2 separate regions of the Triticum aestivum genome follow, and region 1 is linked to region 2. A link is a contact called in public Hi-C data. All regions are on one chromosome and are shown on one strand. Each heading gives the region's core, a stretch centred on a gene start, on an enhancer-like site or on the middle of the called end of the contact. The rest is flanking DNA. Distances are from core to core; before and after follow the strand shown. Region 1 holds the start of LOC123134723 (18.6 kDa class III heat shock protein). Region 2 holds the start of LOC123138543 (dnaJ homolog subfamily B member 6).

Region 1 (3,358 bases), core at 274-2,773, 230 kb before region 2:
TTTTGAGAGAGAGAGAGAGAGAGAGTGGTGGCTGTGAAGCTGTGGACTCTACTCGTTGCTCGGCCCATCTTTCCTGGCGTTAAATAGAAGAACACTCGGATATAATGTGAACCAACAACCATGTTGCTATTAACTTGTGTCTGGTGTGAAGCATCAATGCTTCTATGCCAAAAATAAAAATAAAAATAATCACTAGGTTGCTTTTATGCATTTAGTCTTGTTGTTCTGTACATTTTAGTCCTGATGTAAGGAGCACATGGGCATCCCTCATAAATCATAATCATTTTTTAGTTTCTTTCAATTCACTTTGTTTTGTATTTATTTAGATCATGGCACTTGAGAACAGAGTTAATTTGATAGACCGTGGAACCCAGAGGAGTTGACAGATCGTGCAGTCGTGAAACAAAGTTCTCATTCTATTTTCCGCTAAGATTACGTGAAAAACGTATGAATCCAGGCACGCGGCTGCATTCGGTCAAGCGAGGAAGATACAATTCGTGCTCCATCGTTGCATTCACAGCATGATTCACAAAACACGACCACAACTAGCACGCCTAATGTCCGGCCAGACCACGAACAGAGCATGAGACCACAAGAGAAGACCCAAATCTACCAGACTCGCCACACTACTCTACTGCTGGAACGATCACTGACGACAAACGCCGACGAGGTACCGAAGGTTCGCGCGACAGGCCCGAACGATCAGGCGATGGCGACCTGGACGGACTTGGTCTTCTTCTCCGGCGGCGGCTGCTTCTTGACGGTGACGGTGAGCACGCCGTTCTCGCAGCGCGCGGCCACGGCGCCCGCATCCGCGTCCTCCGGCAGCCGGAACTTGCGCACGAACGACCGCGGCGACGCGCGGCGCTCCAGCCGGATGTAGCGGCAGTCCGCCTCCTCCTCCTCCCGCTTCCGTTTCCCGTTGGCGCCGCCGCCGCCGTTGCTGGCGCTCTTCATCACCAGCACGTTGTCCTCCTCCAGAGTCACCTGCTCATTCATTCAGAGCGCGCGCAAACGTTAGTCAATCGCGCCACCCCCTGCCGAGCCGACGAGTTCGGTCCAAGAGATGCGGGGAACGGGGCGGAGCGGCGCACGCACGTACCTGGATGTCGGACTTGGAGAGGCCGGGGACGTCGAGCAGGAAGGCGTACTCGGCGGGGGTCTCCACGATGTCCACGGGCGCGCCGCCGCCCACGCCCCCGATCTGCGCGCGGGGGTGGCCGTGCCCGTGCCCGTGGGCGGTGTGGTGGTGGGCGTGGTCGCGGTGGTCGGCGTCCGCAGCGGCGAGGCGCTCGAGCACCTCCGGCAGGTGGACGAGGCCGGCCACGGCGGGGGCGAACAGCAGCTCGGCCATGGCTTCTTCCTTCCTCGGGTTGGTTACTCGCTGTGTGTGGGTGGGTGGGAAGTGGGATGGGATGGTGCGAGTCGACTTGGAGAGCTCGATGGATTGGATTGGATTGGATTCTGCAGTGCGGAGCGGAGTGAGGGAGAGGGAGTGGTATAAAGAGAGGAGGAAGAAGGTTCGAGATGTTGCCGGGGGCGGCGCGTGGCGCGTCCAGAAAGATCCGGAAGCGAATGGAACAACCTAGTGCTGTACGAGACTGATCTAGGGAATAATACTGCTGCTGTTCTGGATTTGAACACGGGCCGTTTTGTGCCGGCCTGTGGGCTGCACGACAAGCTCGATGTTTCTCTTTTTTTCTGTTTTTTCGTTTAGTTGATGAGACATAACGCGTTTTGTATTCATCGCTCATGGCGCCGCTTCCTATTGTTTTTAACTTCACGCACTCCCTCTTGTCGGCAGCGCGGCTCGCAGCTTTCGAAGCCAGGGAGGCATCCGGTTTTGGAGGCTTCTAAATGCTTCTAGCATGGTTTTCTTGCTGCTTTTTTATTTTTTTGTTTGGTTTTCTTTTCTTTATTATAATTGTTTTAATTTAATTTATTTCTTTCTTATTTTCCTTTTTATAATTTGTAGCATTTTTCAAATTCACAAACATTTTCGCAATGTGAACATTTTCAATTAATAAACACTTCTAAATCCATGAAAACAAATTAATCCGAGAACCATCTTTGAATTCGTGAATATTTTTTCATATTTGGAAACATTTTTTCATAGTCACAATTATTTTCAAAATTCATGGACATAATTCAAATTTGTGAACAAATTCTCAGATTTGTGAGCTTTTTTAAATTCAGAAATGTTTTTCCAAATTCACAAACTTTTTTCATATCCATGAACACTTCTCAAATTAGTGGACACATAGAGAATTGCAATTTTTTTTAAAAACATTGCAAAGATTTCTCAAACTCACAAACATTTTACCAAATGTGCGAACATTTTCATATTTGTAAATATATTTTAGATTCCCAGACTTTTTCAAATTTTCAAAAAAGTCAAATTCCTGAAAATTTCATAGATTGGAGAACATTTCAAATTTACAAAAAAAAATCGACTTCATGAATCTTCAAACTTAATAGAAAAATCATAGCTGGGTTTTTTACACCGGCAGTATTTTTCCAAGCACACTTACAAGGAACCAATGTATAAGAGATGGCAAGGCTAAGATCATATTCTCATCCTGTAGGGGAGAACTGACTTACCTACAGAGAACTGACTTACCTATCATAACTGAGATGGATTCCATAGTTGACGTCAAGTTGATCCAATGCCAGGAAGAGGATATATCAATCTACGCTTCTCCTAGCAAGGAAAAATGACATCTTTTTCCTCTTCGTGATTCTTGTATTGCTCATGTTAATCGTACTCAGAATAATGTTAGTGGTAGTTTAGTTTTTTTAGCAAATAGTAATTTTTTAACCGAGTTTGCTAGAGGTGAGGGCAGAACCATGACTTGGTTAGGGTCTGGCCCGGAAGTTGATTTTTCTTTAGCTCTTGGTGATTTGTAAGGCTCTTCTGGTTGAGTAATACTCCCTCCGTTTCAAAATAGATGACTCAACTTTGTACTAACTTTAATATAAAGTTGAGTCATCTATTTTGGAACGGAGGGAGTACAAGTTTTCACCTGCAAAAAAGGGGAACCAGTGTATAGGCTTTCTTTTAGAGAAAGCCAACCTGCCAGGGGCACACGCGAGCGCTAGCGTGAGTCTTCGGGCGCTTAAGGCGCTAATTAGGAACTCTCGTGTTCCAGCGCGATTCTTATTTGGTGTCTTTTACGCGGGAGCTCCTATTCGGCGCTGTGAGCACCGATTGGAGCTGCTGGCACTCGCTGGGGCATGTAGTGCCTGGCCCAGTACCGGCTAAAGAAAGCAACACGAAGAAGGAAGGTGCAATAACCACTAGATGGAGCTCGTCTTGACCAGGAAAGAGCCCTACTTGAGCTTCTTCTAGTACAACATT
Region 2 (3,306 bases), core at 143-2,642:
GTACTCCAACATCGCCTCTCCAACACGATCAACCTCACGAGCTTTATCAGTATACCATCCATTCTCAGACGTTTCCAAACCTCCTTTGCTTTAGGGCCTCTTTGGATTGAAGGATTTTCATAGGAATATTGGAGGATTCCAATCCATTGGATTTTTTCCTAAAGAAGCCCTTTGGATCAAAGGAACCACACCTCCAAAATTCCTATGGATGCATTCCTACACCTCAATCCTATAGGAATTTCAACATCCACTATAACCTCTTTTTTACACTGATTCGCGTAGGATCGAGGCACTTTTCCTGTGTTTTTCCTGTGTTCCATCCAAATGACCATTCTTGTAGTTTTCCTCTATTTTGTAATCCTCTGTTTTGCACCTACAATCCCGTCAAATTCCTGTGTTTTTTGAATTCCTTTGTTTTCTAATCCTGTGATCCAAAGAAGCCCTTACTACAGAGAAAAAGCATGTGCTTTGTATCTTCTGAAGCCTCAGAGCAAGTAGGACAAATGGATGAGATTTTCATATGTCCATTTGCAAGCGTAACACCACATGGAAGTGTGCCATGTAGCGTATGTTAGATAAATTTTTCGACCTTTGCTGGACAAGATAATTTCCATACCTTACTTCAAATAGGGTTTACTGAGATTTGTCCCGTCCCATTAGAATGGGTCAGTTTACATCCATACCGGTGGTCCCACTCAACAGAGTAAGCAGACTGAACCGAAAGCATACCATTTCCGTATAACTCCAAGCAATGAAATCTTGCATATCATGTTGCGAGAGTGGGATTGAAAGAATCTGTTGTACATCAATGTGCCACATAGTTTGTCTAATTAGGTCTTCATCCCAATTATTCGAAACGGGATCAATCAAATCACCCATAGATAACACCAATGGACTAACGCGGTGTTGGTGTCATGCTGATGCAAAGATGTACATTTGAAGATGGAAACCTGGCGGTTTTTAGGCATGTCACCCAGCTCGGAGGGGGAACGCAACTCGCAAAGAAAATATACCTCTTCGATCAAAATCGCCGGAGAATTTCACTGCTAACGTGAAAGTCATGCACAGTCTATTAGCAGCTTTACAAACCCAAAGTTGAAGGGAAAGAGCTATGATAACTGTAAACACCGCTTTCCGAATGATTTACCAAGTAGCACTAAAACCGCCTCATATAAATGCTAGACATGGCTTTCAAAGCGATGCAACGCTGCTAGCCGTGACAAATCTAAAACAAGAATTTCGGGACGGATGTGATATTATTTTTTCCACGGGCCAAAGTTGGTTTTGGAAGCAAGGAGGCTACCGCGTCGCCTTTTCGCAAGGCGCCAAGGCGTGTAAACAAAGCCAGAAGGAGAAATTCGCAGGTTGAAAAAAAAAAGCGTTTTAAAAAGGGGCAAGTGGGCATGATGGCCGTGCTTCCAGAGGCTTCCAGGGGCAGGCAGTGCGTGGAGGAGAGGAGCGACCTGAGCCGAGAGAGAGAGAGAGAGGGAAGGAAACGCCAGGAACCTCCTCCTCCCTCCTCTCCGCTCTCCTCCTCCTCCTCCCCCGCGCATCCTCGAGCCCCCCAGGCCGGCGGCGCGGGACGCGGCATGGCCACCGGCGGCGACGGCTGCGGCGGCGGGGAGCCGGCGGCGCCCGGCGGCGGCGACCTGTACGCCGTGCTGGGGCTCAGCAAGGAGTGCTCCGACGCCGACCTCAAGCTCGCCTACCGGAAGCTGGCCATGGTGAGCGAGAATCGCCGACTCCTCCTCCCTTCCTTCTCCGGCGTGCACGTTTCCGCGTTTTCTTCGTCAAATCTTTCTCTGCATCTACATGTTCCCCGCTGCCGATTCGACCGGGAATCGGGGAGGTAGGGCCATGGATTGCACCTCTCGCCATGGCACGGAAGATAATTACATGTCGCCGATCTCGAGTTTGGAAATTGTAGGTTGGCGCCAAAGTTCGTTCGTATTCCTGTAGCTCAGCGGCGCTGCAGTCCTGTTTGCGCCCCATACTTTACGCGAGTTTGCGCCGGAGCCCGTGATCTTTGCCGATCCGGCGATTTAGATCCCCAGACGCCACGCTTGTAGCCAATTATTGGCGTATTTCGCCTGTCCTGCCATCTCCGTACTCGTCGAACATTGCTTGATCCGTCCCAAGTTTTGCTCTGTTCCAACTCTGAAACTGCTCTGTTTTTATTTTTCTTCCTTTCTTTCTGTTGTAAATTCAGCTGAACTTCTTGATCTGTAACCTGTTGCAGAGATGGCATCCGGACAGATGCTCGTCCTCCAGCGGCACCAAGCGGATGGAGGAGGCCAAGGAGAAGTTCCAGGAGATCCAGGGCGCCTATTCCGGTCTCAATCTTCCTTCTCCCAACCTCCACCCCCACTCCCCATATTCAAATATTCTGTATTCACAACCCACCTCACATCACTTGTTACATGTTGCAACAAACTGACTAAACCCGCCGAACCGATCTAGCAAGTTAGTTGGCAAACTTATCGCATGGAGCCCTCGTGCTCCCATCCCATTGTTGTTCTTGTGCAGTCCTCTCCGACGCCAACAAGCGGTTCCTCTACGACGTGGGGGTGTACCAAGAAGAAGAAGACAGCGACGACAGCGTAAGAATCGCGCAATTTAATCGGGCTTTCCGCCGGTATTGCTTATAGTGTGAGTGATGCTTTCTGCTATTGTTTTGCAGATGCAGGGGATGGGGGACTTCCTTGGTGAGATGGCCCATATGATGAGCCAGACACGGCCAGCGGTAAGAACCATTCGCTTCACCGTCTCCGGTTCAGATGTTTTTTGTAATCTACCATTAGTTGTCACTATTTCTATTATTTTGTGTTTCAACACAGATTTTATCACAATATTTCGCCAACCATCATCTTATCTGTTCCGTTTCGTAAAATGTTTATCCCGGGCTTGAAAGAAGAACTAGAAAAATGAAAAATAATAGTGATTTTTGTTCTTCGTAACGGTATCCTAATATGGATGAAAAAAATCTTGCTGTTTCTGGACTGAACCCAATCTCCTTTTGGGGTTCTTGGAGCCCTCGTCACGTTTTATTTGTTCTACAAGGATCTTGCTGCTGTTTGTTTAGAGTGCTATTGTGGGAAAAATTGTTCGCACTTGGGAGGGAGGGCGGGTGGGGGGTGGGGGTATGCTTATCTGTTGCAAAATTCTGAGTTTCATACATATTTCCTTGTTCATTGGAAAACTCGTCAATAAACATAAGAAAGTTGAGTGGGCGAGTCATTAAATTCTTGCTTAGGTTTACTTGAAGGATTTAAGTAGCTTCAAAAGATATTGTTTTTTCTATGTATG

The links. A called contact is a pair of places that touch in the nucleus more often than the background predicts.
Region 1: a Hi-C map of leaf shows a contact between it and region 2, with 3 times the contacts expected there. The contact joins the promoter of LOC123134723 here to the promoter of LOC123138543 in region 2. A contact is called at or near these places in 2 of 5 Hi-C or Micro-C datasets (both in leaf).

Annotation. Positions count from the first base shown.
Region 1 is chr6B:655,198,941-655,202,298 of IWGSC CS RefSeq v2.1, reverse strand. It overlaps LOC123134723 (18.6 kDa class III heat shock protein), which reads right to left and starts at 1,523. Exons shown (of 2, transcript XM_044553913.1): 1 at 1,103-1,523; 2 at 485-987. The coding sequence starts at 1,354. The coding sequence ends at 703.
Region 2 is chr6B:654,964,351-654,967,656 of IWGSC CS RefSeq v2.1, reverse strand. It overlaps LOC123138543 (dnaJ homolog subfamily B member 6), which reads left to right and starts at 1,392. Exons shown (of 7, transcript XR_006469236.1): 1 at 1,392-1,724; 2 at 2,240-2,333; 3 at 2,527-2,600; 4 at 2,681-2,743.